Regions from separate parts of the Sus scrofa genome. Here region 1 is linked to region 2. A link is a contact called in public Hi-C data. All regions are on one chromosome and are shown on one strand. Each heading gives the region's core, a stretch centred on a gene start, on an enhancer-like site or on the middle of the called end of the contact. The rest is flanking DNA. Distances are from core to core; before and after follow the strand shown. Region 1 holds the start of LOC100517977 (tetratricopeptide repeat protein 30B-like). Region 2 overlaps AGPS (alkyldihydroxyacetonephosphate synthase, peroxisomal).

Region 1 (4,091 bases), core at 1,541-4,040, 120 kb before region 2:
GAAAAATGTTTGGGCTGGAAAAAAATAAACACTCAAAAAAGATTCATTAAAGCAACAGAGCAAAACCTAATTTGAGACTAAAAACTCTGGCAATGCCACTGCAGTGAAGTTTCATTGCCTGCTTCAGAATAACAGTTTCTGAAACTGTTGTCCTGCCACGTGCTGTCAAGAGCTCCCCAAACTCTAAAGCATCTGGAAATTTAAAGGTTGACTCTGACTCCAAGAAGGCCAAATTTCCTAAGTTTCATAAGTAAGCAATAATAGAATAAAACACAAAGATGGCAGAAATAAATGGTGTGTCTGGGGAGTTTGATGGTGAGCACTTGTTTTTAGCAATGCCTGAGGTTTTGCTTCCATGGCTGTGTACCTCTTCCTCAGGTAATTCCCAGGTAATTTAGGGTTGTGCATCTTTTCTTATTTAATTCTGAATGTTCTTGCATCTTAAATGCATCTCTCAGCAGTGCTTAAGATAAGTTGATCTGTGTAGCATAGCTCTACAATGTCATTGAATGTATACACTGGTACAGAATATACCAGTATAAAGTGGTATTTGTTTTTAGTAAGTAAATGAAGTATTTGCTATAAGAAAAAAAAAAAATGTGTTACTTGAGGCCACCGTTTATCTTTGTGTTCATTTTCTGTGTATCAGAATCTTGACCATATTTTTCTCTAGATTTAGATTAAGTCACATTTAGATGAATTTTAAAAAACAGAAACAGCACTGTATGGAAACCGAAGTTTAGGTTTTGTCGAATCTCATTCCCTTGGGGGGAAAATGCTTTTGCCATTTTATTTCCATGTACAGTCATCAAAAAGGATCCCCTACTGATTTGCTTCCTAATTGTTATTGTTTTACACAAAAGAAGGGAAATATATCTTCAATTGAGTTGTCTGAAGCCACGCCTTTTGTGTCGATTTCCCAAGCTGATGTTTCATTGTAAGAATACTAAGTTTATACTGCTTGGCCATTTCACAGGCAACTAATTCATGACTTTGAAACAGTCTGCACTGAGACCTAAGTATCTTTGTTTTTAATAAAATGCTTTGAGTTTAACTAAAGCTCTGGAATATTCTTTATTTCTCTTGAGACGGGTGATTTAAGGGCTGAAAGAGGCAAGCATGCATCTGAAGACCTACAATTTAAATTTTGGCTGTCAATTTAGCTCATTAACCTTGTCTGGATCTGTGATGTTTGCCTGTGTGGGAAGAAGAGTGGTACAGCCCTGTCCGTGGAGCATTTTCAAGATGACAAAAGGTTCTTCGAATTATTGAGGTTTTTCTGGAGGGAGAAGAGTCTGCAGCCCAGGACGGGTTCTTGGTCTGTTTCATATTACTCAGATTTGCACAGGCAATTACACAGGGGGATTGCATCAATGCAGGGCCGCCAGCCACCGACGCCATACAATTACACAACGGCTTCGGTACTTAAACTTTAAAATTCTTACACCATTGTGCCTGTTCTATTAGAACAAACTGCAGCAAATGATCCAAGGCCAATGCAAATGACTGGAGAGGTGCACAGGGGGAGAGGGAAGAGGTGCAGTGTGGCCCCTACTGGCCAGCTCAAGCAATCACCAGGCCTACGTGCTGGCTGTGGCAACCACTGGCTTCTTTGTGCTTTTCAGTCCACGCTTTTCAAGTGGGGCTAACAGTAAGAATTACCTAATTCACAGAAGGGTTGTGACGATTAATGAGGGGAGTTAGGCAAAGCATGACCTGGTCCTGGTACAGAAAGTACTGCATAAACACAGGGGCTTAGAGGAGCTCTGTTTGGATGGTTGATTGATTTCTTTAAATGCCAGCATCCACAGTTGTGCCTTCTCTGGTAATTCTGTTTATAAACCATAATGTTATTGTGCTCTCCCTGATAAGTTAATTCCGATAATAACACTGTAGTCCCCCAAATATAAGCTACTTGATTTAAAAAGGTATATCCAAAAAGGAAATCTAACTAAAATATTAATAAAGCTGGAACCACTAGTGAAAAGCAAATTCATAATGAGGTTAAATGTCTTACCATCTGAGCATAAATGTTCCCAAGGGCTGACCTGGTATATACAATTTTTTCAAAACTTTTAAAAGATTGAACTTATTCTCCTAAAAGTCAATCAATTACATTACCAATTTGACTCAAATTTATTCTTTTTGCCCTATTTATCACAGAAGATTGGGGGGTGAGATGGAAGAAGCAGGGGATTCAACCACCAAACTGGCCATCCTGAAGAAAATGGCCTGGAATGAAAAAGAAAGGAGATAACAACTGGAAAATAATTTTGCAGAAGGTCTTCCTTTATTAAGGGAAGTGACCACAGCTGTGGTTGCTCAGATGTTCATAAATTACCAATATCTACCAACAGGAAGTGATTATATTTAGAAGGTAAATAATAAAACTTTCCAACTAGTTTTAGAAGAATGTCAGATAGATTATGCATACAAATAGAATATAGAATTAAGTTATCTCACAGTTTAGCAGGCAGAATCATAAGCAGATCAAGAATCAAACACCATATTTTTAGCTTCAAACATTTTGCCTGAAATGGAATTCCTCTACACGGCAAACATGCCTCCCCTTATGCAGCAAAATCCACCTTGAGTCCAACACCATTTTCCTAAAGTCTAAGTCCTTTCAATAAGGCACTAAATCTTTTTATTGCAACCACCAAATGCTTTCTTATTGCTAGAATTGGTACAACACACCGGCTTTCCTGATATACGCTCCAGTTTTTCAAGATTCTGTTAGAAACAAAATGATCCTTTATGACCTTTTTTTTTTTTTTTTTTTTTTTACAACATTTCCCCTCATTTAGTGCTTTCCAGAATTTCTATCATTAATTAAAGGACCTTCCCTCACCATCCCTCCCCAACAACAACAACAAAACTCATCCATTCCCCAATTGCCTGTCAGAGGCTAAACAAAAGTCAGTCTATCACAGCAGCAGGGACGGTCATGCCAATTTCGCAGTATGATTTGTGCACTCATTTCATTTTGAAAATGACCCTGCCCTCCATCTGTCTAAGCCGAATGTCCTGCTTTTTTCAAGCCAGGCCTTGGGAGCAGCAGCACATGAACTAAGGAGGAAGACACAGGACAGCCTCCCTCCTGCCCACTTCAGCTGCTCACAGACAGGTACCAGCACAAAGAAGGGACCCTCCACTGATGCCTGCGGGGATCAGAGAAATCTGGGGGAGAGCAGAGTCCTTCTATTTTGCATACCTTTCCAAGAAGCCATTTGAGGGTGAATGCTCTCATGACGCAAATACAACTCTGGAGATCCAACTGATAGACCGAAGTTATAAAAGGCAATTTCCCATTTCCATGTTCTGTCCTGTTACCTTGATTTACAATAGCAACTTGTCCTAAGTAATAGGTCATACATAATGACTTTAAAATATTGAGCCTGAGTTTCCAAGGGCCAAGTGTAGTCAGGCAGCCATAAAAGTGAAGCTCCTCCCTCCCACTCCCACTCGTTCCTAATTACTGACCAGCATGAGCAAGCATCCCTCAACCCAGGCACTTCCCTGGGTAGAAGGCCCTAAAAGGGTGCACCCAGAGATCAGGTTGAAAGAAGTAATGTGGGCCTCATCAGCTGCTTTCTCTGGGGATCTTAGGTCGGCCAGAATGCCACTCAGCTCCTCTGAAATGGGTAGGTACAGTTTGTCCTCTTCTCGGTATTGATGAAAGGAAAGTTTCACTGTCTGGTCCACCCAGAAGGACAGAGCTCTGCCAATTTCTCAGCAAGGAAGAAGAATGAGGACAGAAGGTCAGTTGTGTTGCTATACAGTCAATCACATGCTTGCAGAAGTCTCCTTCCTGCTATACTGGGTGACTAGGAACTATACAACCCACCCACACCAGACTAGTTATTTCCTAACACCTGCTCAAAGCTGCAATTCAGAACTGGAAGTTCAAATTTCTACTACCCACACCAAGATGGTTGGTTGTTCTCATGGAGAAAAAAAAAAATACACTAATATTCCAGCATACGGTGTGGCACCAAATGCTGGATCTCTACAAACTCATCTATAGGAAATGCATGGACTAGGTTAGGAGCAGTCACTGTCTTCTACTGAAACTAGCTGCTGGATATCAA
Region 2 (4,032 bases), core at 431-2,930:
AAGACTTCTGGTCCATGCACAATGTATGAGGATTGCACAATGTATGAGGATTCTAAATATTACTACTCTGATGTGGAATAATCCTTAAGGGTATATGTTCATTTGATCACGCTGAAATTTATTTACTTATTTTTACTTTTTAAAATGGCCATACACATGGCATATGTAAGTTCCCAGGCCGGGACTGAACCCAAATTGCAGCTGTGGCCTATACCTCAGTTGTGGCACTACCATATCCTTTAATCCACTGCACTGGGCCAGGGACTGAACCAGCACCTCTGCAGTGACCCAAGTCAGGTTCTTAAACCACTGCACCACGGCAGGAACTTCTATCACATTGAAATTTATATACACAACTTCTATTAGCACTACTGTGAGTTAGTCACATGTATCCCTAATACCAAGCTGACATGATAGCTCTGAAACATAATTATTGTAAAAGTGATACTGACTTTTAAGTGGATCAAGTATTAGCATTAACTAAGAGGATACTGTTATCCTTTACTTTTTTTTTTTTTTTTTTTTGTCTTTTCTAGGGCCACACCTGTGGCATATGGAGGTTCCTAGGCCAGGGGTCGAATAGGAGCTATAGACGCTGGCCTACGCCAGAGCCTCATCAACGCAGGATCTGAGCCACATCTTTGACCTACACCACAGCTCACAGCAGCGCCGGATCCTTAACCCACTGAGCGAGGTCAGGGATTGAGCCCGCAACCTCATGGTTCCTAGTCAAATTCATTTCCACTGCACCAAGACAGGAATCTTCAGCTATTGTGTTTTTAAATTTACTAGCTGAACAGTTTGATTAATGAATTCTGTGTTATTATAATGTTAAATTATTTTATTTAATTAATTAATTTATTTATTTTTAGGGCCTCGCTTGTGGCACATAGAAGTTCCCAGGCTAGGGGTCGAATTGGAGCTGTAGCTGCAAGCCTACGGCATAGCCATGGCAACACCAGATCCAAGCAGCCTCTGTGACCTACCCTGCAGTTGGCAGCAACACTGGATCCTTAGCCCTCTGAGCAAGGCCAGGGGTCACACCCGCATCCTCATAGATACTAGCCAGGCTCTTAACCCACTAAGCCACAATGGGAACTTAAATAATTTCAAAAGATTCAATAAATATATTTCAAAGAAATGCTCTGAAGCACTGGAAAATGTCTTGGGCTTTGGAGTCAGACAGATTTGGGTTCAACCACAGATCCACCACCTATGACATGGGGACACTGGCCAAAACATTTAACCTTTGAATTGTTTATAAACTGGAAATGCAACCTTGAGGAATGGTTGTGTGCTGACAATGTGCTTGGCACTGCACTATTCACTATTCAAGATTTGTTTACACTCTTTTGCTAACTTGATGATTTAAGTTGATCAACACTGAAGTTACCTGTTATGTTAATAGGTACAGGACACATATAAAAGAATAAGAAACATCTCCTAAATCTGATGAATGTTAGTTCTCAGGGAATATATGTAGACTATTTCAATGTACTCCATGATATATCTCATTTCAATATATTGAAAATGTATTATTTCAATATAATATATTAAGGGCTGTGTCATGGGAATGGGGTGATAATAAAAATATTAACAATCAATAGTAAGGCTTGCACTTTGTTAACAACCAACATGGTACAAACATTGCCTAATCAGCCAGTACAAGGCTCAGACACCCCTTGCTGTGCTATGAGTTACTCTTCAGTTCAATATTTATGAACCAAGATGGGAAGGCTTCAATGAATACTGAGAGATCTAAAAGTTTAGAGAGCCAAGAGGTATATCGGATCTATATTTCCAAAGATCACTTTGGTAGCCAAGTAAAGGGCAGAGGGAAAGCAGACACAGTAAAGACTAGAGAGGATAGAACCAACCTTAGAGCATGTTCCTAGGTATAAAAATGAGAATGGGGAACAGAGATGACAGCCAAAAGGATTTTTTTCTTCAAACCTTCATTTTAAAATAGTTATAAATGCCAGTTAAAAGTAAAATCTGGCCATACTGTAATTAATTTTATAAAGGTGTCTATGTCTAACATAGTTTACTACTATAATAGCATATAAATGGATAACACAGTCTTATTAATCACATACTTGGCTCTCTGAATACAGGCCAAAAGACAGGTGGCTTGATTTCTAATTGATTTAACTATTTCATTATTTATAGGACACATTTATCTTAAAGTTTTATCAGTAGTATATAGTATTTTTAGTTTGTTTTTTTGTTTGTGTTGTTGGTTTTTTTTTTCTTTTTATGGCCACACCTGTGGCATATGAAGTTCCCAGCTGGGGTTCAAATCAGAGCTGTAGCTGCAGACCTACATCACAGCCACAGAAACACTGGATCTCAGCTGCAGTTGCAACCTATGTTGCAGCTTGCAGCAACACCAGATCTTTGACCCACTGAGCGAGGCCAGAGATTGAACCTGTATCCTTATGGAGACAGTGTCAGGTACTTAACCCACTGAGCCACGAGGTGTATTCCTAGAAAAATCTAATTTTTAAAATGAACCCTTAATATGTCATTAACCTGAGTTCCTTAGCTCTATTTCTATATAATTCAAATAATCATTCTTCCCTAAATTAAAATCTACACTACTCTTAGACCAAACAAATGCTTGCCTTTAGTATTTATTATTGAGCAATTGTTTGGGGACTATCTTGAGGGTACTTAAATTGTATAAATTAATTCCCAAACTAGATTTCAGCATATGGAAAAATTCAGAAGCAACAAAACTAGAATGATAAGATGATAAATTGTATCAGAACGTTTAGTACTTTGAGCAAAATAGGAAGAAAAAGAAAAACGGTTAACTGTTACTGAATTCTCCACCTGAATATTCAATGGACACCTTAAATAAAACTCACTGTAATGTCTTTTCCCCAAAATCTCTTGTTCTAGACCATCATTCAATCCACACAATCAATCAAACTCTTCCCCCTTTATTTAACCTTCCACATCCATTTGGAAAACTGTTCTTTGGAAAATCTAACCTTACTCTCTATCTCCACTGCTGCTGCCTTGAACAAGGCCCCCAATATTTGCCTCTTTAACTATTTTGAATCTTCCTCCATGCTTGCGCCATTCTAATCCATCCTGCATGTGGGCAGAATGAGCTTTCTAAGATGCAAAGCGGATTATTGTATTCTCTCTGCAACATATCCTTCTACTGACAAGATGAAGTCCAAATCTATCCTGTAAGGCCCTAATCCACCCATCCAGCTTTATCTCTTAAAACTAGTTACACCCTCCTCTCTACTGAGCCATACAGAACCATTTAAAGCCCAAATGTGCCTCTGAAGTCTTACAATTTCACATTTTTTTCCTGATAAGTGAACAAAAATTTGGTAGGAAAGAAAAGACCATCTCAGGCAAACTTCTATTTACCCTTTAATATTCAGTTTAAGCATCACTCCTTCAAGAAGCCTTTTCCTACCCTGCACTCCACTCAAGCAAAATCAAGCAGGACCAACCACTCCTTCACTTGCACTCATTCATTTATATAATCATCTGTCCTCATTAGACTGAGAGCTTTCTGAAGGACATGAACTCTGAGTTATCTTTTATAACTCTGTACTCAGTACTCTTCTTGGTACATAACTGGTATTTCATAAATTTTTGTAGCTTAATGACCAGATTTTAAACTCACCAAACTGAAATTGCTGGTTGTCCATGAGACGAATAGATGCAGGAGCACATCTCTGTTTTAGAAAGAAAAAAATGTGATACAAATTTAATACAGTACAGAAGCTAGACAGGCAGAATATGAACATCATCTTTCTGTATCTGAGATTCAGAGCTTAGTTCCTAAGGATATATACTGGAAAAAAAGTCTTAACTTTCTATATAATTTTATGACAACAAATAAAACATCATTGGCCTCTATAAAATATTTGGAGAGGAGAAATCTATGTACACAATATATATGGTACATCCACATGTTGCCAGATCTTTATCAGCAACAAGATCTGCTTAATGCCTAGCAAAGACCTAATGAAATACCTAAAGGAAACATTATCCTTCAAAGTG

What was found. A called contact is a pair of places that touch in the nucleus more often than the background predicts.
Region 1: a Hi-C map of liver shows a contact between it and region 2, with 2.9 times the contacts expected there. The contact joins the promoter of LOC100517977 here to the enhancer-like site in region 2. A contact is called at or near these places in 14 of 47 Hi-C or Micro-C datasets (alveolar macrophages, embryonic fibroblasts, fetal heart ventricle and 9 more) and 1 of 2 datasets of contacts at active chromatin or transcription factors (skeletal muscle).

What each region holds. Positions count from the first base shown.
Region 1 is chr15:83,358,231-83,362,321 of Sscrofa11.1, reverse strand. LOC100517977 (tetratricopeptide repeat protein 30B-like) reads left to right here and starts at 2,790. Exons shown (of 4, transcript XM_003133505.5): 1 at 2,790-4,091.
Region 2 is chr15:83,234,584-83,238,615 of Sscrofa11.1, reverse strand. AGPS (alkyldihydroxyacetonephosphate synthase, peroxisomal) reads right to left here. Exons shown (of 20, transcript XM_021075128.1): 12 at 3,653-3,704. Among named protein-coding and RNA genes, the nearest start is that of NFE2L2, 90 kb to the right of the region's middle. Within about 2 kb of position 1,680, at least 1 of the 83 cell types and tissues checked has an H3K27ac peak or open chromatin away from gene starts, as enhancers often do. A contact at or near this core is called in liver, where this site is marked.